Linked DNA regions of Mus musculus: all the other regions are linked to region 5. The links are chromatin contacts, called in public Hi-C and HiChIP or PLAC-seq maps. All regions are on one chromosome and are shown on one strand. The core of a region is the stretch at or near the end of the contact, and the rest is flanking DNA. Distances in the headings are between cores, read along the strand shown.

The links. HiChIP or PLAC-seq counts read pairs in DNA pulled down with a chosen protein or histone mark. Hi-C and Micro-C count contacts between places; a contact is called where the count stands out from the background.
Region 1: a contact with region 5 is called in a Hi-C map of bone marrow-derived macrophages, with 2.4 times the contacts expected there. The contact joins the enhancer-like site here to the promoter of Tsen2 in region 5. A contact is called at or near these places in 10 of 39 promoter capture datasets (3T3-L1-derived adipocytes, the C10 cell line, the HPC-7 cell line and 7 more), 2 of 15 datasets of contacts at CTCF or cohesin (the NIH/3T3 cell line and stem cell-derived epiblast-like cells), 21 of 484 Hi-C or Micro-C datasets (the BV-2 cell line, the C2C12 cell line, the G1E-ER4 cell line and 14 more), 6 of 115 datasets of contacts at active chromatin or transcription factors (the NIH/3T3 cell line, bone marrow-derived macrophages, embryonic stem cells and 2 more) and 5 of 9 other capture datasets (adipose tissue, bone marrow-derived macrophages, embryonic stem cells and 2 more).
Region 2: a FOXA1 HiChIP or PLAC-seq map of pancreatic cancer cells shows a contact between it and region 5. The contact joins the enhancer-like site here to the promoter of Tsen2 in region 5. A contact is called at or near these places in 11 of 39 promoter capture datasets (the 3T3-L1 cell line, the C10 cell line, the HPC-7 cell line and 7 more), 2 of 15 datasets of contacts at CTCF or cohesin (both in the NIH/3T3 cell line), 8 of 484 Hi-C or Micro-C datasets (the G1E-ER4 cell line, the HL-1 cell line, bone marrow-derived macrophages and 3 more), 13 of 115 datasets of contacts at active chromatin or transcription factors (CD8 T cells, the NIH/3T3 cell line, a beta-TC-6 cell line and 10 more) and 6 of 9 other capture datasets (adipose tissue, bone marrow-derived macrophages, embryonic stem cells and 3 more).
Region 3: a contact with region 5 is called in an H3K4me3 HiChIP or PLAC-seq map of bone marrow-derived macrophages, with 5 times the contacts expected there. The contact joins the enhancer-like site here to the promoter of Tsen2 in region 5. A contact is called at or near these places in 11 of 39 promoter capture datasets (the 3T3-L1 cell line, HPC-7-derived erythroid cells, cranial neural crest and 6 more), 3 of 15 datasets of contacts at CTCF or cohesin (the NIH/3T3 cell line and large pre-B cells), 8 of 484 Hi-C or Micro-C datasets (Th1 cells, Th2 cells, bone marrow-derived macrophages and 4 more), 19 of 115 datasets of contacts at active chromatin or transcription factors (CD8 T cells, the NIH/3T3 cell line, PVALB interneurons and 14 more) and 4 of 9 other capture datasets (adipose tissue, embryonic stem cells, liver and 1 more).
Region 4: a RAD21 HiChIP or PLAC-seq map of embryonic stem cells shows a contact between it and region 5, with 9 times the contacts expected there. The contact joins the enhancer-like site here to the promoter of Tsen2 in region 5. A contact is called at or near these places in 7 of 39 promoter capture datasets (the 3T3-L1 cell line, embryonic stem cells, hippocampal neurons and 2 more), 3 of 15 datasets of contacts at CTCF or cohesin (embryonic stem cells, large pre-B cells and pro-B cells), 16 of 484 Hi-C or Micro-C datasets (the HL-1 cell line, LSK cells, Th1 cells and 7 more), 2 of 115 datasets of contacts at active chromatin or transcription factors (both in embryonic stem cells) and 3 of 9 other capture datasets (adipose tissue, liver and pancreatic islet).
Region 6: a contact with region 5 is called in a FOXA1 HiChIP or PLAC-seq map of pancreatic cancer cells. The contact joins the enhancer-like site here to the promoter of Tsen2 in region 5. A contact is called at or near these places in 17 of 39 promoter capture datasets (the 3T3-L1 cell line, the HPC-7 cell line, HPC-7-derived erythroid cells and 12 more), 9 of 484 Hi-C or Micro-C datasets (the AML12 cell line, the G1E-ER4 cell line, LSK cells and 5 more), 12 of 115 datasets of contacts at active chromatin or transcription factors (bone marrow-derived macrophages, embryonic stem cells, extraembryonic endoderm stem cells and 4 more) and 4 of 9 other capture datasets (adipose tissue, liver, macrophages and 1 more).

Annotation. Positions count from the first base shown.
Region 1 is chr6:115,378,895-115,382,274 of GRCm38.p6, forward strand. The region is part of intron 1 of Pparg (peroxisome proliferator activated receptor gamma); the gene reads left to right. Among named protein-coding and RNA genes, the nearest start is that of Pparg, 18 kb to the left of the region's middle. Within about 2 kb of position 1,912, at least 6 of the 459 cell types and tissues checked have an H3K27ac peak or open chromatin away from gene starts, as enhancers often do. A contact at or near this core is called in bone marrow-derived macrophages, where this site is marked.
Region 2 is chr6:115,311,249-115,314,594 of GRCm38.p6, forward strand. Gm38877 (a long non-coding RNA gene) reads right to left here. Exons shown (of 3, transcript XR_869368.1): 2 at 800-921. Among named protein-coding and RNA genes, the nearest start is that of Gm38877, 4.2 kb to the right of the region's middle. Within about 2 kb of position 1,748, at least 41 of the 459 cell types and tissues checked have an H3K27ac peak or open chromatin away from gene starts, as enhancers often do. A contact at or near this core is called in the HL-1 cell line, the NIH/3T3 cell line, hippocampal neurons and 3 more, where this site is marked.
Region 3 is chr6:115,290,787-115,294,132 of GRCm38.p6, forward strand. No RefSeq gene overlaps it. Among named protein-coding and RNA genes, the nearest start is that of Gm38877, 25 kb to the right of the region's middle. Within about 2 kb of position 2,010, at least 16 of the 459 cell types and tissues checked have an H3K27ac peak or open chromatin away from gene starts, as enhancers often do. A contact at or near this core is called in PVALB interneurons, bone marrow-derived macrophages, cerebral cortex and 3 more, where this site is marked.
Region 4 is chr6:115,731,001-115,733,982 of GRCm38.p6, forward strand. Tmem40 (transmembrane protein 40) reads right to left here. Exons shown (of 12, transcript NM_144805.2): 8 at 2,654-2,701; 9 at 185-256; 10 at 7-81. Among named protein-coding and RNA genes, the nearest start is that of Gm24008, 8.7 kb to the left of the region's middle. Within about 2 kb of position 1,606, at least 12 of the 459 cell types and tissues checked have an H3K27ac peak or open chromatin away from gene starts, as enhancers often do. A contact at or near this core is called in embryonic stem cells, where this site is marked.
Region 5 is chr6:115,543,193-115,546,515 of GRCm38.p6, forward strand. It overlaps Tsen2 (tRNA splicing endonuclease subunit 2), which reads left to right and starts at 1,499. Exons shown (of 12, transcript NM_199033.2): 1 at 1,499-1,536. It overlaps Gm36355 (a long non-coding RNA gene), which reads right to left and starts at 1,455. Exons shown (of 7, transcript XR_869382.3): 1 at 1,150-1,455; 2 at 925-1,049.
Region 6 is chr6:115,348,168-115,351,240 of GRCm38.p6, forward strand. No RefSeq gene overlaps it. Among named protein-coding and RNA genes, the nearest start is that of Pparg, 13 kb to the right of the region's middle. Within about 2 kb of position 1,729, at least 30 of the 459 cell types and tissues checked have an H3K27ac peak or open chromatin away from gene starts, as enhancers often do. A contact at or near this core is called in the AML12 cell line, bone marrow-derived macrophages, macrophages and 1 more, where this site is marked.

The DNA.
Region 1 (3,380 bases), core at 662-3,161, 160 kb before region 5:
TTACCAGAGAATGAAATATCTATAGCCACACACCCCCAACTACCATGCCTGTGTAACAATTAGATGTGTACAGGTATATCCACATTCAGATGTTATGTGGGCTAGTTGTTCTTCATGGTAAATCAATTTAGTGTGTGGCAGTGATTTAAAAATACAGTGTGTCTTTGTGCTGTTTGTGACAAGGCAAATGAGATCACTAAATCTTTGATGTTTATTCAGAAGTTCTACTATTTATTAAAAGCAATCACTGGGGCAAGACAACCAACCACTTTTAAAAAGGCTTTCTCTTCCTGGCATTGATGTTGTATGCCTTTAATCCCAGTACTCAGAGGCAGAGACAGGTGAATGTCTGCATTGAAGACCAGCCTGGTCTACAGAGTGAATTCTAGGACAGCCAGGGCCACACAGAGAAACCCTGTCTCAAGAAAAGAAAAAAAAAAAAAAAAAAAAAAAAAGAAGAAGAAGCAAAAGCCTCTCCCCCCCCCTTTCCCCTCTGCTCTTTAATACAAATAAAATAATTTTATTTGCTTATCTGAGGATATAACAGCCAGATAAATAGTACATTTTGTAAGTTTTCTATAAAAATCTAAGGAAGATTTTTAACTGGCATTGGTTGAGCTACCACTCTAATAGAATCAGCCTTCATGGTCAGAGGGATAGGACATGGAAAAGCTCAGTGAGTTTGTATCCATAGGAGCTGGCTCCAAGATCTGTATGAAATGTATTGTTTGCATATAACCTAGCCATTTTGCTTCAAATTGCCTTCAGATGACTTATTATACCCAATACAGCATAAATGCCAGAAAAATTGTTGTACTGTGTTGTTTGGGGACTAATAACAGGACAAGGTTGTTACATGCTCAGTATAGCCAGAGTACTTTTAGAATATTTATTTGTGATTATCGTGGCTACATATGATACATGAGTTTGGGCAACAAATGCCACAGCAGAAGTGTGGAGCTCAGAGGATGGCTTGTAGAGTTGGTCTCTCTTTCTACCTTTACGTGAACTACAAGGGCTGAATTCAAGTCATCAAATACTTTACATGCTGAGCAACAGTACCTTCCTGTTAATGTATTTTTTTTAATATATTTTTACTGTGTAGTTGGATACATCCTCAGACATGGAGGAATGACTACATTTTAGTTTAGAATAAAAATTACCAATTTGTGTATATTTGCCTACTTCCTACCTCTCCTCAGTAGACTGTGATAGACATTGTATGATGAAATAAGAGCACTCTCCATACCTTTAAGAAAAGATACAGCTCAGCTTGCAATTCATGCATGAACTCCTAGGGTCACACACACACATTCATACAAACATGCATGCACACGCACACACAGACACTCACACACACAATCTTCCCATGTCAGGAGCTATGGCTGAAGACATTCCACATTCAAGAATAGAAAGAAGAAAGCCAATAAACCTGTAGAGGGCAATAGTAGAAAATCTCAGAAAGAACAGGTGTAAGAGACTAAGAAGTATCTGGAAGGCAGGAGAGGGCAGTAGTATGCAGGAGCCCACTCAGATCAGCTTGTAGCTCCTTAATGGTAAAATCTCGGGGTTTTACAATTGTTAGAGATGGTTAGTGAGTATTCAATTATGTGAACTTATAAGCAGACAGGATATTTAAATACAAGAGCAACAGACACACAAAAAAGTGTATTTCCTAGCTCTTACATTGCTGAGATTTGTTGTCTCGTTGTGTGTCTGTGGTGGACATCCTACCTCAGAGACATCATCTTTGGAACTTGAAATCCTTGTCTCATAAGTCCAGAAACCAGAGCATTTTCTTCATGTCAGGGGGACTAATTAAGCATTTTTTAGCACACCAGTGGAAAACAGAAATCAAGAAGTCTAACGAAGCAGCCGGTAACTAGTTTCGGTAGAAAGATGTGTGTCATCACTCCAGTACAATGTACAGAGGAACAGAAAAATGACAAGTGATGAATCCAGTGTTCAGTGAAGTTGCTGTTTATGATGTTATTATTGAATTGTAAAGCTTGCAGAGTATTTACATCTTAATGTCTTCTATAAACCTGCAATACACACTACACACACACACACACACATTTATTTTCTAGCGAAACCTTTTCTGTTGGAAAAGGAACTGGTTATTTATAGACTATACCTCAGGAAATGCACTGTCATATTTCACAATTAGGACCATATTAGTTGTAAGTTTAAGACAGACTGCTGTTATTAAACTTTCTTAGTTTAAAAAAGAAATGTCAAGAACAGGTCCTTGAGCATACTAGGCAAGTATTGTACCACTAAGCTACAACCCAAGCCCAAAGGTAGAACTATGTAGAGTACTTGTTTTTGTATGTTCTGAAATAATCATATGGCTTGTTTTAAATTTTTTTCTAATGCCTTATATGTATTTATCAAATTTTGGCATTAAATTGCCTTTCCTTTTCTGAGATAAGTTCAATTTGATCACGGTAGTTTATTTTCCAAGCATATGATTTAATTAATTAGTTTTACTTATAGTTTTAATTTGATATTAATAAGTAGGACTGACATTTTTCAATATGTGTGTGTGTGTGTATCTCTCTCTCTCTCTCTCTCTCTCTCTCTCTCTCTCTCTCTCTGTGTGTGTGTGTGTGTGTGTGTGTGTGTGTGTGTGTGTGTGTGTGTGTGTGTGTGTGGCACATGCACATGGTAAAGGTTAGAGGACAACTTGTGGAATCTGGCTCTCTCTTTTCACCATAGGATTCTGATAGCACAGGCCATCAGTCTTGCCAGAAAACTCTCTTTCCCATTCAGCCATTTCAGTAGCCCACCCACTCCTCTTTTAAATGTTTTCTTTTGTGGAGGAGGGAAAAGGGTCACATTTTTGTATCAATATTATGATACTTAAATAATTAATTTGGTCATAGGTTTTCTTTTTTTTATAAGACATCTCTTTCTGCAGCATTTTAAAAGAACTCTTACAAAATTACCTTTGGGGAGCTGTTTTGTTTTGTTCAGCAATGATGGACATTGAACCCAAGGTCTTTTTGGTGGCAGGAAACTGGTCTATCACTGCATTATACTTGCAAACCTTTGGGGATATAATTCCTAGATAAGTTCTCAATGATTTCCTTTTTTACCCCAATCCCCATCTCTTGGGTCAATTTTCACTGTTTGTTCCATTTCAGGCAAATTAATCTGGATAAGTTGCTCTTGGAATGCGTTAATATCTACTGTGATGTGTAGAAAGTCCTATTTCAGGACTTCTTATGTAAAGTAGTTGAATAAGTAGGCAAATATAACCTGGCCTGCTGTGAACTTTGTGTCTCTGGGTTTTAGAGATTGTAAATAGATTGATCATCCAATGAACATAAAATAAACATAGAATATGAGTAGCTAGATACACTATCCTCAGACTG
Region 2 (3,346 bases), core at 498-2,997, 230 kb before region 5:
TTTTTCTTATGTAGCTATAGAATAATCTTTACTATGGTTCATTTAGTTCAGTGTGTGTGTGTGTGTGTGTGTGTGTGTGTGTGTGTCTGTCTGTCTGTCTGTCTGTCTGTCTGTCTGTCTATGGGTGTACATTTTCAGCCATTGCCATGGCCATGTGTGGAGGTCAGAACACAACTTTTGGGAGTTGGTTCTCTTACTCCAGCTTGTGGGTTCTTTGGCTCAGACTTAGGTGGCCAAGCTTAGCAGCAAACACCTTTAACCACTGAGCTCTCTGGCTGGCCCCAAGTTAGCTCTAGTTTTAAGGCTTGGTCTTTCTGAATCTCTAACTGAATACCCCAGATATTTGAAGAGGACTGTACTTAGCCAGTCATGGTGATATATGCCTGCAAACCCAACATTCTGGGGAGTAGAAACAGGAGGATCAGCATTCAAAGCCAGCCTTAGAGCTACATAGTGAGTTCAAGACCAGCCTTGGCCAATTTTCTCAAAAGGCAGACAAACAAACAAAGCCATCTCCTAGTGTTTGAGCTCTGTGGATTGCCTATCTGGGACTCCTGAGAGCTATGCTCTTCCCAGTGAATTTGCCTTGGGTAGGGTCATCCTATGGCTGCTCGGTTTACCATCCAGCCACAAACTAAAGAACTCAGACAATAGTTCTGGAGCTGTTTTTCCTCATGGAAAACTGTATCTCATCAGCCTCTCAGAACCCGAATCTCTATCTCCTTGTTCAGGAAGACAGGCACACTCTTTGTGAGTTCCTCCATCCCAGACAGAAGTCCTGACAGCCAAGGTAACCTACAGGGTTTCTTTACTTGCGGCTTCTCCTGAAGGTCTCAGTACTGTGGTCTGTATGCTCCAATGTCGTTTCATAGATTTTCATCCAGCAGGAGGTCAGATCTGGTACCAGTAATGCCACCATCCCTGAAAACAGAACTATACTGCATTGTCAGGTCTCATGGACAATGATTGTGCATGGCTGGGTTCCCACTTTAGGTAAAAATAGGTGTGTGTGTGTGTGTGTGTGTGTGTGTGTGTGTGCATGAGGGAATGAGATATGGTCAAAGAAATTGCCTCTGAATCTCCCAGAGCTCAGAGAAACTTCAACAGCTCACCTGAAACACGTCCATCACGTGGGTAGTTAAATGAAGAGCCATTCTTCCCTGAAGCCAGGCATACTTCCAAAATTATCCCTTCACTTCTAAGTAATCATTACCACCACCAACATGCTGCCTTCAATAGCTTTGCCGTATTCCTCCCAGCATTTAAAGGGTTACAACTGTGGAGTAAGTCCCACTTCTGCCTGATTCACTAAAGAGCTCAGTCCACCCACTGGGCTTGTTCAACCCCAGCACATTTCTCTTTATCATTTCACAGAGGGGAGAAATCATACAATTTCTTTACAAAAATCTAAGATTCTGCTTCGGGGACCAGGGGCCAACTGCCTCTCTTGACTTAACGTTCAGCCTTTGGGTTTTGTTCATCGTGGGGAGGACGTGGTTACTATTTTGGCTGTCCCCATGTTTTCATTATGTTTTCTGGTAGACGGCTTCCTCTCTGAGGTCTCTCACAGATTTTATGCTTTATCCGAGGGGGAAAAAGATCAACCATGAAGTTGACTCTTTGAATCTGCTTCTGTGTCTGCCAAGTGCCCTGTGAGAAATGAGGTGGGGGAGATGAGCGTTTTCGCTGTTCATCTGTCCGCAGTGTGTGCCTCAGCACTCTGAGGACAGACGCTCACAGCTGCCATCCAGCTCCAGAAAGATGGGATTTTTAGCACTAGCCCGTGTGCGCATGCGTGTACGTGTGCGCATGCGTGCACAGGTACAAAAGCAAAAAAAAAAAAAAAAAAAAAAAAAAAACCCACAAAATTGATCTTTTTAAAAAGAAGACTATGAATATTTTAAGCTTAAAAAAATTAAGTCCAGTCCTTAATTTCAGTACCTCCTAGTTCTTTGACTTTATGAATGGAAAAGGGTGGCAAGTATCCACTGGCTTAATCTAAGGTGTCAACAGTCCCTCTCTGAAGCTATTGAAATAAGGGGAGTGCCCGCAATTACTAAAGATCTTCCGGAGATAAAAGAGCAATTGCATAAGCTTCTGGCTCCATGCATCCCAGTGAGTCAGCATTTCACAAAAAGCTCAATCCCATTGGTGCTCCAGCTCCACACATTTTGAGGAATAATTTATCCTCACATGCAGGTGAGTCACTGGAAAGGCACAGATGTGCACTCGGGTCGCCCAGAGATCTGTCTGCACCCCGGGGAAGGCTCCCTTTACCTGCTTCCTACTGGATATTTGCTTTGACCAGAGATGATGGCCAAGGCAGAAGTCTCTCTCCTGGCAGTGAGATGAGCAAGGGACAGATGGTACGGCCGAGAGGCAAAGAGCTACCTCAAACTCCCTGTTACCAAACTAAGTGCTCACGTGCTGCGAAGCTTTGGCAGCCTGAGTTCTTTCCCAGAACCCACATGGTGGAAGGAGACTACTGACTCCCCAGAGTTTTCCTTTGACCTCTACTTTGCATATGTGGCATGCACAGACATGCATTACACACTCACGATAGATGGATGGATGGATAGATAGATAGATAGATAGATAGATAGATAGATAGATAGATAGACAAATGTTTAAATAAAACTCAACTTGTTCTTGTCATCTAATTCACCTGGGAGATTATGTACCTGGTCCTATGCTTATCTGTCGTGCACCCTAGGGGGCCTGATAAGGAAGGGAAGAAATGTGATATAGAGGCACGTTGCTACCAGGTCACCCTGCAAAGAGCTTCGTACTAAAGCCTTTGCTGAAGCGGTGCCCATTAACCTCTGCCTTCCGTGTTTACACAGACTATAACTTGGCCCCACAGAACCCTCAGAGGAGGAGTGCAACCTGGGTAGCCTGCTGGTTTCCTGGATGGCCATGGAAAAGTAGCCAAGCTTATAAAATCAGATCCTGGGCGGGGTGTGACTCAGTGGTAGAATGTGTGTTTAGCCTGCTGGAAGCCCCGAGTTCCATCCCTGGCACCATAACATAAACTATCCAGGAAGGAAATCTTCCTGACATTTGGTTTTTTTCCCTTATAAATAAAACATGTAGTGTACTATTTTCTTAAAGACACACTATAAATTATCAGTCACAGGGAGTCACAGTGCAATAGGACCCTTAAACATAACGAGGCACTTAGACGTTTTCCCCAGCACTAAATACTGGTTGTAGACTTCTATTCTCTGTGGTTATGATGTTTTCCCTCCCTCACAATGTTCTCTTTGGTCCTTTCCTTACAGATATATTGAGACAGATCACATCTTCCTATTAGGAAAAGAATATTAAATTGAACTAACTTGGAATT
Region 3 (3,346 bases), core at 760-3,259, 250 kb before region 5:
CCGGGCAGGAGGCTCTGGGGCTGTCCAGTACAGCTAAAGCAGTGATTAGAAACACCAGTCTGTAGGGAGCTAGAGAAGGGAGACTGAGATTAGACTCTAGGGGGGCTGGGAACTCTCAGGCAAAAGAGACTTCAAACTCAGGGAGTATGATTAGGGCAGAAGCAAGGAATTACAGAGGTAAGGATTTAACTACAAAGCCCCACCCCCGAATATCCTGCCCTCCCCCCAAGCTGGGCTTTAATTTCCCAACATACTGAGAACATATGAAGAAAACATGACTTTTGCTTATAACTGAATGTTTTGTTCCCAGTGAATTGTTTGCACCACTGGGTTCTCTCTTTCCTCTATAAGTTAAAGAAATGGGTCCATGTCTGGTCTGAAAGTCAGACCCAGGGCTGTCTAGCTCAGTGGCAGAGTACTTGTCCACCATGTGTGAAGCCTTGGGTTTGGCCCCTCCTCCCAGCACCAGAAAAGCAAGAGGAAGTCAGAGACTGTTACATCCCTAAAGTCAGTCTATACTTCTTGCATCAATTTAGCCAAGATGAAAGGAAGTGAATGGCTGAACACATCCTCGGTGGGATGCTTTCTCAGACTGCCATTTCCAAAGGCACCGGTGTATCCAGACAGGCAAGCTTCCTTGTTCCCCCTCCCTTTTTTAAAATTTATTTTGTATTTTCTAAATACGCCAGTTAAGATCGTCTTCAGAGTGACCAACGAGAAGACTGAGTGGCAGGGCCTTCCTTGCCTTGGTTTCTTCACTGTCCTTGTAAGTTGTTGATATACTGCCATCAGTGCCAAGTGACTTTCCTTCCTCTCTCTCCCTGACATGGAGAGGGACTTAGAAGGCAACACACTTAACGCCACACTTGTAACGACTCACTGAGATCTTCCAGTACCACGGGCATGCATGTGCATGTGCAAATGCCCACGTGAGCACACACACAACAAAAAAACACCCACAAACAAACAAACAGACAGCAAAAGCAGACCCACTGGGCCTTAGAAAGGGTGGGCAGGTGTAACAGCCCCCACCAGTTCACAGCTGCCGCCATCTGACTGGTAAATACATGCCTATGTTGTAAGAAATCAGTATTTCATACCACAGCTGAGAGATAAATATCAACAAAAAAATGTATTAAGAATAGGCCTCCCCTGGAGTTTTGCCTTAAGTGGCTGAGATTTCTCAAAAAGCTAGTTTTTGAGCTGGTAATTGCAACGTGATGCTGTGCGCAGATGGCTTGGGAATGGGACAGGCTAATTTGAGTAGATGGGTGGGTAGTCTTAGAGGCGTAAGCCAGACTTCTAGGGCGATGGCGTGTATGGGAATTCCATGTCTATGTGTTAGTTTGTTGTCTTCTTTTTAATCTTGGAACTTGGCTTCTCTCAGATCAGTGGCCTTTTGAAATAACAGAAAATTATTGAAAGAGGGGATTGTTTTTAATATTTGATGTTCTTTCAAACACCCTACCACAAAATGAACCTTCTCAGAGAACTGTCCAGTGTCACAGACAGTGCAGGCTTTCGTGTTCAGTTTTTTTTTATTTGTTTTGTGCTGGTGATCCAACCCAGAGCCTGGACATGTTCGGTGCATGCTCTATCGCTGAGCTATACCCCTCCCCAGGCTGTCTGGAGTTTTTTGTTTTGTTTTGTTTTTTTTGTCTAAAAATACTGTTATAGATATTCATGTGTTAAAACTGAACATGAAGCAAACCTAGAGAACCTTTCCATCCAGAGGGGCAGGATTTCCCAGCCATCTCTTCTTCTTCACAATCTCCTGACCTTGAGGGGGTAGGCAGGCTCCAGGGATGAATCTATTCTTGCCAAACCAGACAACCTGCATCTCCAACTGCTCACTAATTAGGCCACCATTTTGGACTTTGATGTGACAGTTTTCAAAAGTGAACGCTGCCTTTGTTCAAAACCCTAAATTATGGCCTCACCATGTGTTCTCTACTCTCAGAATCAGCTTCCCCCATCCTTTGTCAAATGCTAGGCCAGATAAAGCCTGGAGCTCCACTTTCGTCATCGTGCATCCCTGACTCACATGCCCAGAATAATTCCCCACTGCCTAGAGCACAAGCTCCGATCTGGAGCTTATCATCAAGGCCTTCAGCAAACAGAAACCAAATCCACCCTGAGCTTGCTGCCCCGAAAGTCCCCTGCTCCAGATTAAAGCTCTCCGAACTGTCCTGACCCCACTACAACTTGTGTTCTCTTGTCTGCTCACATCTTGGGGGCAAGATGGGCTCTCTTTCCCTTAAGCTTGGCCACATAGTCCCCACCTTTATAGCCCCACCCCCATCTCACAGTTTACTACTGAGCTCTCTGATGACCCAGGGACCAGGGATCTAAGCCTTATCGCTGCTACACTGACCACGAGACTGCAGAGACCTTTCAGAGACCATTCTGTCTGCCTGAAAGATGTCAGAGTCAAACGGGAGAGACAGCCCAGCTGTTAAAGGCTAGATTCCAACCAAAAAGAAGCCAAGACAACAAACAAACAAACCTCCTGTAATTTATGTGTTTGAATCCTTAGGGGATACCTAGCTCAATGCTAATGTAAAAGGATACTCGTGACCCCCCCAGCCTTCTCTGTAGGGCCGGATTCAGCTCTCTGAGTGCTAAGCTAATGTTCATTTATTTAGAACTGGGACAACTACAAACACCCAAATCACCTCTTTAAAGCACTGACGTCTGCTCAAGCCATCCTTCCAGAACCTGGAACCCCATTCAAAGTCCTGGGTTCTCAGGACTTGTGGAAAAGAAGTCCTGTAAGACAGGGCATGTGCTAGAAAATCCATAACCCATAAATAGCATCTTTAAGATCCAGTAGCTGTTAAAGTTTCTTTCTTTGGGTCTCGAATGCTATTTCCTAAAAAGGTTTTGACACGGAACTTCAATGTTCCCAACAGACTGTAATGAATTTATTCTGACTATTCAGGGATGTGGGTCACATACATCTTTAAGTGGTGTTTTGTCTCTCCATAGTCCCCATATCACACCCTAAGGTGGTTCTTGTTCCCTGCCATGGAGATCTGAGTCTTTAAACACCATTTATTACCAGTTTAGTCCCCACTAGAGCCAGCCCTGCCACCCACTGTATATGGCAGAGAGACTCCCTAGCTGGTCTTCAGATACCAGGCAGACAGCTGCAGCTAAGCACAGGGCCATTATCAACAGGAAGAAGAAGGTGCTTCTTGATACAGACTCCTCTGAGGATGCACAGGGCTTGACCCCTTCAGTGGAGAAGAGCAGGTGCCTTGCATGCGTACCCAGTGGTGCATCTGCAGTGGTGGGAGAGGCTGAGTCACATCTGGATCCATGCCCACAGCCTCCAGCCCAGAGG
Region 4 (2,982 bases), core at 356-2,855, 190 kb after region 5:
ACTTACCGAGCCCGAAATAGATGCCAATGGTCTCGAGAGAAGCAAAGGTGAGCAGGCCGACCCCGAGGGACATGAACCAGTCTGCAAGGCAGCCAGGAGACAACAATTAGCTATTCATTGTAGGAGTGGAGGTTGACTCCTGTCCGCCCACACAGCCCCTCCCCAGGTCCCCCGCAGGCCTCACCTGCATAGTAGTGGTAACACACCAGCAAGGCTCCGATGGCAAAGCAGAGAAGGACAAAATGGAAAAACTCATCTGCAAGAAAAGATGGTGGATGGTTCTCTCTCTCTCTCTCTCTCTCTCTCAACTCAGGCCATCACAACAACCCTCTCGTTTTTAATTTTTGATGTTTTTCAAGGCAGGGTCTCTACGCAGCCCAAGGTGACCTTCAAATTAGGATTCTTCTGCCTCAACCGTCAGAGCAACTAGAGTTACAGGTGAGTGCCACAGTACCATGCCTGGCATGCCAGGTTTCTCCTGTGTGTGTGTGTGTATGCGTGTGCATGTGCGTGTGTGTGTGTTACTGTGTTGCCTTGGGTGACTTGAAACTCCCTGTGTAGACCAAGCCGGCTTTGATTTCACAGATATCCACCTGCCTCTGGCTCCAGAGTACTAGGATTAAAAGCATGTGCCACCATACCCAGCTATTTGTTTGTTTGTTTGTTTGTTTATGAGACAGGGTTTCACTGTATAATGGTAGCTGATGATCCAACTGTCTCTCCCAGCATAGTGCTGGGGTCAAATGTTGGGAGCCGCCCTCACATTCGCCGTTACAAGATGGCGCTGACATCCTGTGTTCTAAGTGGTAAACAAATAATCTGCGCATGTGCCAAGGGTAGTTCTCCACTCCATGTGCTCTGCCTTCCCCGTGACGACAACTCGGCCGATGGGCTGCAGCCAATCAGGGAGTGACACATCCTAGGCGGAGGATAATTCTCCTTAAAAGGGACGGGGTTTTGCTATTCTCTCGCTTGCTTGCTCTCTTGCTCTTGCACTCTTTTTTTTTTAAAGATTTATTTATTTATTATATGTAAGTACACTGTAGCTGTCTTCAGACACTCCAGAAGAGGGCGTCAGATCTTGTTACAGATGGTTGTGAGCCACCATGTGGTTGCTGGGATTTGAACTTCAGACCTTTGGAAGAGCAGTCGGGTGCTCTTACCCACTGAGCCATCTCACCAGCCCGCTCTTGCACTCTTGCGCTCTTGCGTTCTGGCTCCTAAAGATGTAAGCAATAGAGCTCTTGCTCTTGCTCTCTTGCTCTCTGGCTCCTGAAGATGTAAGCAATAAAGCTTTGCCGCAGAAGATTCCGGTTTGTTGCGTTCTTCCTGGCCGGTCGCGAGAACGCGTGTAAGAGTCAAAGATGTGCATCACCATGCCCGACTACTCTAAGTTTTATTTTGCGGTGTGTGTGTGTGTGTGTGCGCGCGCACACACACGTGAGCGCGTGCACATGAACATATGCTTGCACGTGTGCATCAAGTAAGTACCCACAGAAGCCTGAAGGGGGTGTTAGATGCCTTGGAGCTGGAGTTACAGGCATTTGTGGGGGATCTGATGTAGGTGCTGTGCTCCAAACTCCAGTCCTCTGAGAAAGGAAGGGGAAGCACACTGATTGGCTAAAGCACCGGCCCAGCCCCTTCCTGTTTTATACACTACAGTGCTCTCGCTCCTGACCAGCCCATGTTACTAGCACCCAGGAGCCCCCTCTCCAGCCCATCCATCTCTCCTCTTTATTGTTGGAACGTGTACAGCCACTCAGCTTGGAGTTTATATCTGTGCTTATGGGTTCCCGCCTCCCTGGCTCTAAGTCTCAGAGGAGATTCTCCGTCAGACTGAGCCGCCAGCGCAGCCCCACGGGGGTGCTCAGGAATTAATTTCCTGAGTGAGCATTAAACCACGTAAAGATGCCAAGTGTGACGTTCTGAGGCTAACAGGCACGAGAGGCTGGATCTCCGATGCTTCTTAAAAGGGATGTCAGCAGGATAGACAGCAAGGTCCCCCTTCTTTCTCACTCAGGGGAATACAAAAGAGAGTTTAGGGGAAGTCCAGCATGCACTCCTGCAGTTCTAGTCCTGGGGATGCTGAGGGAAAAGGACCTAAGCGTGAGGGCATCCTGGTCTACAGAGCTAGTTCCCTGAGAGCCAGGGCTACGCAGAGAAGCTGTGTCTCAAAAATCTACATAAACGAACACCCCAAGGTCTCTCTTTCCTATCCGCAAGCTCTTTCCTGAAGTCCTCGTGGAGTCCAGGCTTGGAGCAGAGGAAGCCCAAGAAGCTCTCATCACTTCTCCAGGGGAACTTCCTAACCCCCACACCCTAACTGTGCCCCACCACACGGCTCGTGAAGCATTGATCTCACTGTGCTCTCACATACAACCAAAGGAGCGTAGGTTGGGCACCAGTCCTAGGCTATGCCAAACCCAGGCTGTGCCCTTCAGTAGCTCTAAGGCCCCCAACCCTGGCCTTCGGTTCCTACATGGAAAGATAGACATCACTGCTTGTCCCCTCAACCAAGATTGCTGAGGACTCTGCTGACTGTGGGACCCCTGACAGAGGTGGCTAGGGTTACTATCATTCCAGCCACCAGCCATCTTGGATCCACAGAAATCGGGACCAGCCAGGTGAGGACAGCTCTTGGACACCAACTTACCATCCTTCTTTATGTTCAGTCTTCTTAACTGAGAGGCCTCCACTTCTCCTTAACAATGAAAGACAGAAAGATGTGTTTTGGAGGTTACCACTCCCCACTTAAAGACTCCATCACTGGGTGTTTGTCTGTGGGTCAGGGGGTGCTCACAGCAGGACCCCTCCCTGACTTTCTCATCCCTCCATAGGCCTAGCCCTCTTCTTCCTTCCATCTCTCCCATGATGGAGACTTCTTTCGGAATCACGCATGTATTGACATCCCTGCCAGAACTGGCCTCAGGTCATTGGTGGTCCCCTCTGGCCCCTGGCACAGCTTCCAGCTGTCCCGGGAGC
Region 5 (3,323 bases), core at 249-2,748:
TTTTGTTTTTATGGACCCCAGGACCTCTGCATGATAGGCAATTGCTCTACAACTAATTCACACCCCAACCTAGGGAAGGGGAGGGTGGGGAGGAAGAAAGGGAGGAAGGGAAGGAAGGAGGGAGGAAGGGGAGGCGGATTTCACTATATAGTCTAGGCTGATCTGGAACTTGCTATGTAGACCAGACTGGTCTTCGATTCATAGAGATCTGGCTGCTTCTTACCAAATGCTAGGATTAAAGGCACTCACCACCACACCTGACAGAAACTTTACCTGCCTGTCTGCATTCTTTGTTTTACATTTTGTTGTTATCTTTTGTGTATTCTTAAACAGTTTCATACAGTGTATCTTGACTACAGCCACCCCCAGCTCTCCCCTCCCATCCCTCTACTTGCCCACACATCCCTTCATCCCTTCCTATCTTCATTCCCTTTGCCCTTTATCTTTTTGGTCATCCATCAAATACAGTCAGTACTGCCGGCTAGAAGGTTAACTGATCTTTCAGGCTTGATCTTGACCACGCCTTATGTAGGTACCCAAGTCTGCTGTGAGTCCGTGAATGCCTTGGGCTCTGTCATGTTCAGAAGACAGCACTCTCCCATCCTCTGGCTCTTGCCTCCTTTCTGCATCACCCTCCTTTTCCATGTTTCCTCAGCCTCGGGCAGGCAAGGGTTAATATAGATACCCCATTTAAAGCTGAGCTCTCAGCAGTCACTTGCCAGCATTTTGACCAGTACTGAGCCTGTGTAGTCACCACAGCCCTCTGCAGAGAGGAGCTTCTCTGGCCAGGGGCGAAGGTAACACTAAGCTGTGGGTATAACCAAAAAAATTGGAAGTAGCTGGGCCTCTTCATTTAACAAGATACTAGTCAGTTTCTCCTCAGGGCCTTTGACTTCCTGAGACTTTAGATCAGGTTTACAATACCAGGCATGAGTTCCCTCCGTCGAACAGCCTCAGAGTCAATCAGTAATGTGGGTTTGCCTCTGTAACCTTCGCACCATTATTGCTCCAGTGGGCACATCTTCCCTGGTAGCATTCAGGGTTCACTGCTGAAAAAAATCTCATATCACACTGAGGTCAAGGGCAGCCTTTTGGGGCAGGTTGCTTCATATCTCATCTCTAAAAAATGGACCTTGTGTTAGAACTTACAGGCAGTGAGCACTGGCAATGCAAAGGCAGGTGTCCCTCCATGAGTTCAAGGCCAATCTGGGCTACAAAGTGAGTTCCAGGCAAACCAAGGCTATACAGTGAGACCTATGTAATCTCAAAAGGAAAACAAACAAACAAACAAACAAACCTTGGGGGTTGCTGTGAGAATTAAGGCGGGATATATTACCCCTTAGCCTTCCTCATTAGACTTAGCCGGGGGATGGGGCGGAATGTATCGTCAGCGGTACAGTGCGCAGGCGTGCTGTGCTAGGACACAGCCAGTCCCTTTTGCGGCTGCGTGCAACTGGTTTTGCGGCCGCACTGCTTGACGGCTGCAGCGCCGCCCCCCGGTTGCCGGGTAACGGTGGGCGCGCGTGGCGGCGAAAGGTAAGACTGAGTAGTCCTGTTTCTCGCGTTCTGTGTCCAGCGTGCGAGCGACTTCAGGCGGGAGCGGGGTGGGAGCTGTGGCTGTCACTCAAGCGCGCATGGGCACAGCGTCCCGAGGGCTGCGGAGCGCTTCGCTCTCGCTGACAGATGCCATCTGCCCCAGCCCCAAGCTGGTCTGCCTTGGCCCTCAGCCCTGCACCTCGGCCCAGGAGCTGTGCAGTGGGGGACACAGATGAAAGTGTGTTTGCAAATGATGAGGAGCCCACGAGGGGCTGAGGATGGGACTCGGTTGGCAGCCTGTTGTCTACTCCTAGCACCGCATCCAACCAAGCTGCTGCCCGCCTGTAATCCCAACTTCCAGAGATGGAAGCGAGAGCATCAAGCTGGTTTTAAGTTTCCTCAGCTACATATCACGTTTGGAGCCAGCCTGGGCTACGTGTGGCCTCATCTCAAAATAATAAATAAATAAATAAATAAATAAATAAATAAATAAATAAAATACATGCTAAGAGACCATGAGTAAGTTTGCCATAAGAGAGGCTTCTTTGACCCCTGATCCAAGAGTGTTGGAAAGTGATATGGACCCACCTTTTACTGTATGCTTTGTGCTTGGATTGACGGTAGAAGCATATAGAGCGGGGTTGGGCTGACCATTGGGTGTCATGGTTCGTGCTTTTAGCTGTAGTACATGGGAGGCTGGGGCAGAAAGATCATAGTTTAAAGCTAGCCAAAGCTGCATAACAAGGCCACGTGTCAGCAAAACCGAAATTTTTAAATGAATATTAGGCTAGCAGATTAAGAGAAGAATGAAGGACAGGCCTTGCTTTTGATGGACAGAAATATGCTTTGTGGTGCTCTGGTGACAGGCATGAGCAGGTTTCTCCTTAACAGTCTTTGCAGATACATTCACACACACACACACACACACACACACACACACACACACACGCTGCAAGCCATTCTTCTCACTTGTACAATGGGAATAAGAATGTGGCTGGGCAGCCGGGCGATAGTGGTGCACGCCTTTAATCCCAGCACTTGGGAGGCAGAGGCAGGCGGATTTCTGAGTTTGAGGCCAGCCTGGTCTACAGAGTGAGTTCCAGGACAGCCAGGGCTACACAGAAAAACCCTGTCTCGAAAAAACAAAAAAGCAAACAAACAAAAAAAAGAATGTGGCTGGGCTGGGACTGTGGCTCCTTTGATAGAGAGTTTTCTTTGAATGATCCAGGCCCTGAGTTCAATTCCCAGCACTAGGAAAAGAAGCAACTAAAAGCCTTTATATCCAGTCCTCCAGACCACCGTCCTGGTCTGGTCTACCCTATACATATGTACCTGGCTGTATGTATCTGCTTTATGACATGTAACGTTCGAGTACTTTGTTCCCCAGGGAGCCAGAAGAGGCTTTCTGATCCCCTGCAGCTAGAGTTGCAGGTGGGCATAAGCCACCATGTGCATGCTGGGAATTGAACCTGGGTCTTTCTTCTGGATGAGTACCTACCAAGCCTCTCTCCATCCCCGTGCGTGGTTATCTTTGACACGCACTTGTCCATTGTTCTAACTTCCTTGGTCCATCTTTCCTTCTGTCTTTATTGACATTCCTGGCTTCATGAGAAGTTTCGTGAACACCTTGGCCAGGGCTTGATGTTTCTGTTATGACCACCGCCACCACGACTGTCATTTTGCAGGTGTTTGCCTGCCTGTGTGTCTTGTCTGTGCTTATCATGCATGCAGTACCCACAGAGGCCAAAAGAGGGCATTGGATCCTTGGGACTGGAGTTACTGATGGG
Region 6 (3,073 bases), core at 479-2,978, 190 kb before region 5:
AAGAGTGAACTACCTTCTCTCTAAATTACACTGATTTTGTCAATCGATTCTACATCTCCATGCAAGATTTTTGACCCTTAGAATTTGAACCCAGACCCGGGGGGGGGGCGTGGGGGCGTGGTGGCGCAAGCCTTTAATTCCAGCACTCGGGAGGCAGAGGCAGGCAGATTTCTGAGTTCGAGGCCAGCTTGGCCTACAAAGTGAGTTCCTGGACAGCCAGGACTATATAGAGAAACCCTGTCTTCAAAACAAAACAAAACAAAACAAAAAGAATTTGAACCCAGAACTTTGTACTTGGGCTACTGAGGAGCTGTGTCCCTCATCAATCCCTCACCTCTTCTGCTTTCTCTGCACTTTCTCCTTAGCATAGGATGTCTTCCTATTAAAGACAACGATAAAAAAGATACCCTGTTAAAAGCAGGAGCTGTATCTGACTCTGCTACCTGCCTGCCTTTGGAGCCCTTTCCCCTTAACCACAATAGAAGATGAGCCTCGTCCTATGGCAACATGATTTGCCAAAGTGGATTGATATCCATGGGAGGTGTCCCTTTTTCTGAGGAGAAAGGGAGGAAGGGAGGGTGACAGGGAGGTGAGGTGAGAGAGAAGGAGGGACTGAGAAGAGAGGAGGGTGGAGAAGCTAGAATCTGGATGCAAAAACAAACAAACAAACAGGAAAAAAACCTCAAAACTCTTCGGGGGAAAAAAGACATCAAGAATTAGTATTCCACTGCCAGGACTCAGAACAGTTCCTGTAGCTGTGCTTTCTCATGACCATGGTGGGCCAGCAAAGGCCAAAAGCGCCCCTCAAAAGTGAGATGAACTCACCTGAGCCCACCTCTTGGTAGACTTGTGTCACTAGTCTAAAATACAACAATAATTAACTTGCAAAAAGAAAGGAAGGAAGGGAGGGAGGGAGGGAAGGAAGGAAGGAAGAAGAAAGAGAGAGAGAGAGAGAGAGAGAGAGAGAGAGAGAGAGAGAGAGAGAGAGAAGAAACAAAACAAAAACCCATAAAGAAATCTAGATGGAGCCTAGCCAAGGTGACTGAGGCTGTAATCCTAGCACTTATGATGCTGAGGCAGGGGAATTGCTAAGAATTTGAAACCAGCCCAAGCTACAACTGTAGTCGAGGTCTTTCTATGTATCTGTTTCCTCATCTGTAGTTTTAAGATAATGTTTTGATACTAATAAAGACTAAAGTTAAAAACTGATAGTCAAATGGCTCATCTGACGGTGTCTGCAGTAGGTGTTCAGTAAACTGCCCTGAACTATCTAGCCTCTCACCAAAGCCACCAGTTGCCCTCACTGTCACATGACAGTGCTCTCTTACTCCCTCTCCCGCTCCCTCTTGGGCCCTCCCTCCCTTTTCTGCCATCACTGTTTCCTCCCCTTCTCCCTTTTTCCTCCCCCTACATCTGCCTTCTCCTCTCCCTCCTATTGCTCCACCATTTCCTCTGGAGACAGATTTCCTTAAATCACCCAGGCTACCACTGAACTTGAGAGCCTCCTCCAGTGGCCTCACAACTAAGAGTACAGGCCTTCCCCACAGTGCCTGGGCCACACCTATTTTTCTTTCTTTCTATCCTTTCTTTCTCAAGCTCACCCTCCTCCTACATTGGACTCTTTGAGGGTAGCTTCTGTCTTTCATGCTAACAGAACACAGGACAGAGGACACACTCTGTAGAGTTGGACAGCCAGCCCTGGCCCAGCCCACCATTCAGCTCAAGTAACCACGTGGCTGTCTTAGTCATACTCCTGTGAGCCTAGAATTTAGCCAGATGATGTTGAGATGGCTCAATAACATTCCAAAGAATTTACCAAATAGTCAATTTGCTCTGAGGTAATTAAGAGTTAACTATATACTAGAGTCCAAGGGAATCTAGCCAAGTCAATAAATTACTTACTGTTTACCGAATACCAACTGTTTCCTCCACACATTGAATATGTTTATGGTTTCCACAGCTTGCCTTTCTTACCGAAAGCTATTGGGATTAAACATTTTTTTTTCCGTGAGAAGGAAAAGATTTTTTGTGTGAGATAGCATCTTAAGTGACAGCTCTCAGATGGTTGGGAAGGCAATTCTCTGCCTGGACCGGAGCTTAGACTGTGTAGTTCACACAATAAAACAAGCATTGGCTATCCAGCCTGAACCTTGGACTCTGGGATGTTTTTGGGTTTTCCATCACAGAGATGGCCCAAAACTTTCTTGTGTATAAGAAGTGCTGAATGATGGAAGGAGGAACAGCAACTGGATTAGAAATGAGGAGGTTTTTTTTTTTTTTAATTAGATATTTTCTTTATTTACATTTCAAATATTATCCCGAAAGTTCCCTGTACCCTTCCCCCGCCCTGCTCCCCTACCCACCCACTCCCACATCTTGGCCCTGGCATTTCTCTGTACTGGGGCATATAAAGTTTGCAAGACCAATGGCCTCTCTTCCCAGTGATAGCCAACTAGGCCATCTTCTGCTACATATGCAGCTAGAGACACGAGCTCTGGGGATACTGGTTAGTTCATACTGTTGTTCCACCTATAGGGTTGCAGATCCCTTGAGCTCCTTGGGTGCTTTCTCTAGCTCCTCCATTGGGGGCCCTGTGTTCCATCCAATAGATGACTGTGAGCATCCACTTCTATATTTGCCAGGCACTGGCATAGCCTCACACGAGTCAGCTATATCAGGGTCCTTTAGTTCCAATTAAAAAAAAAAAAAGAAAAAAGAAAGAAATGAGATTTTGACTATTGAAGTCTTCCCATTCAGGAAGGCTTACAGAGGTAAGAGTCTACCTTGCAGTTGTTAGAGGACCTGAGTTCAATTCCCAGCACCCAGATTGGATGGCTCACAACTGCCTGCAGTTTTAGCTCCAGGGGTGTCTGACACCTCTGGCCTCTGCTGACGTCTGCACAATGCACACACATACACCTTATTTCTAAAGGGTCAAAATAAATCTTAAGAGTACTTCCAGGTTAAAATTATGGCTGTCCAACCCTACAGAGTGTGTCCTTCTGGCCCGTATTCTGTTAGCATGAAAGACAGAAGCTACTTGCAAAGAGTCCAATGTAGGAGGAGGGTGAGT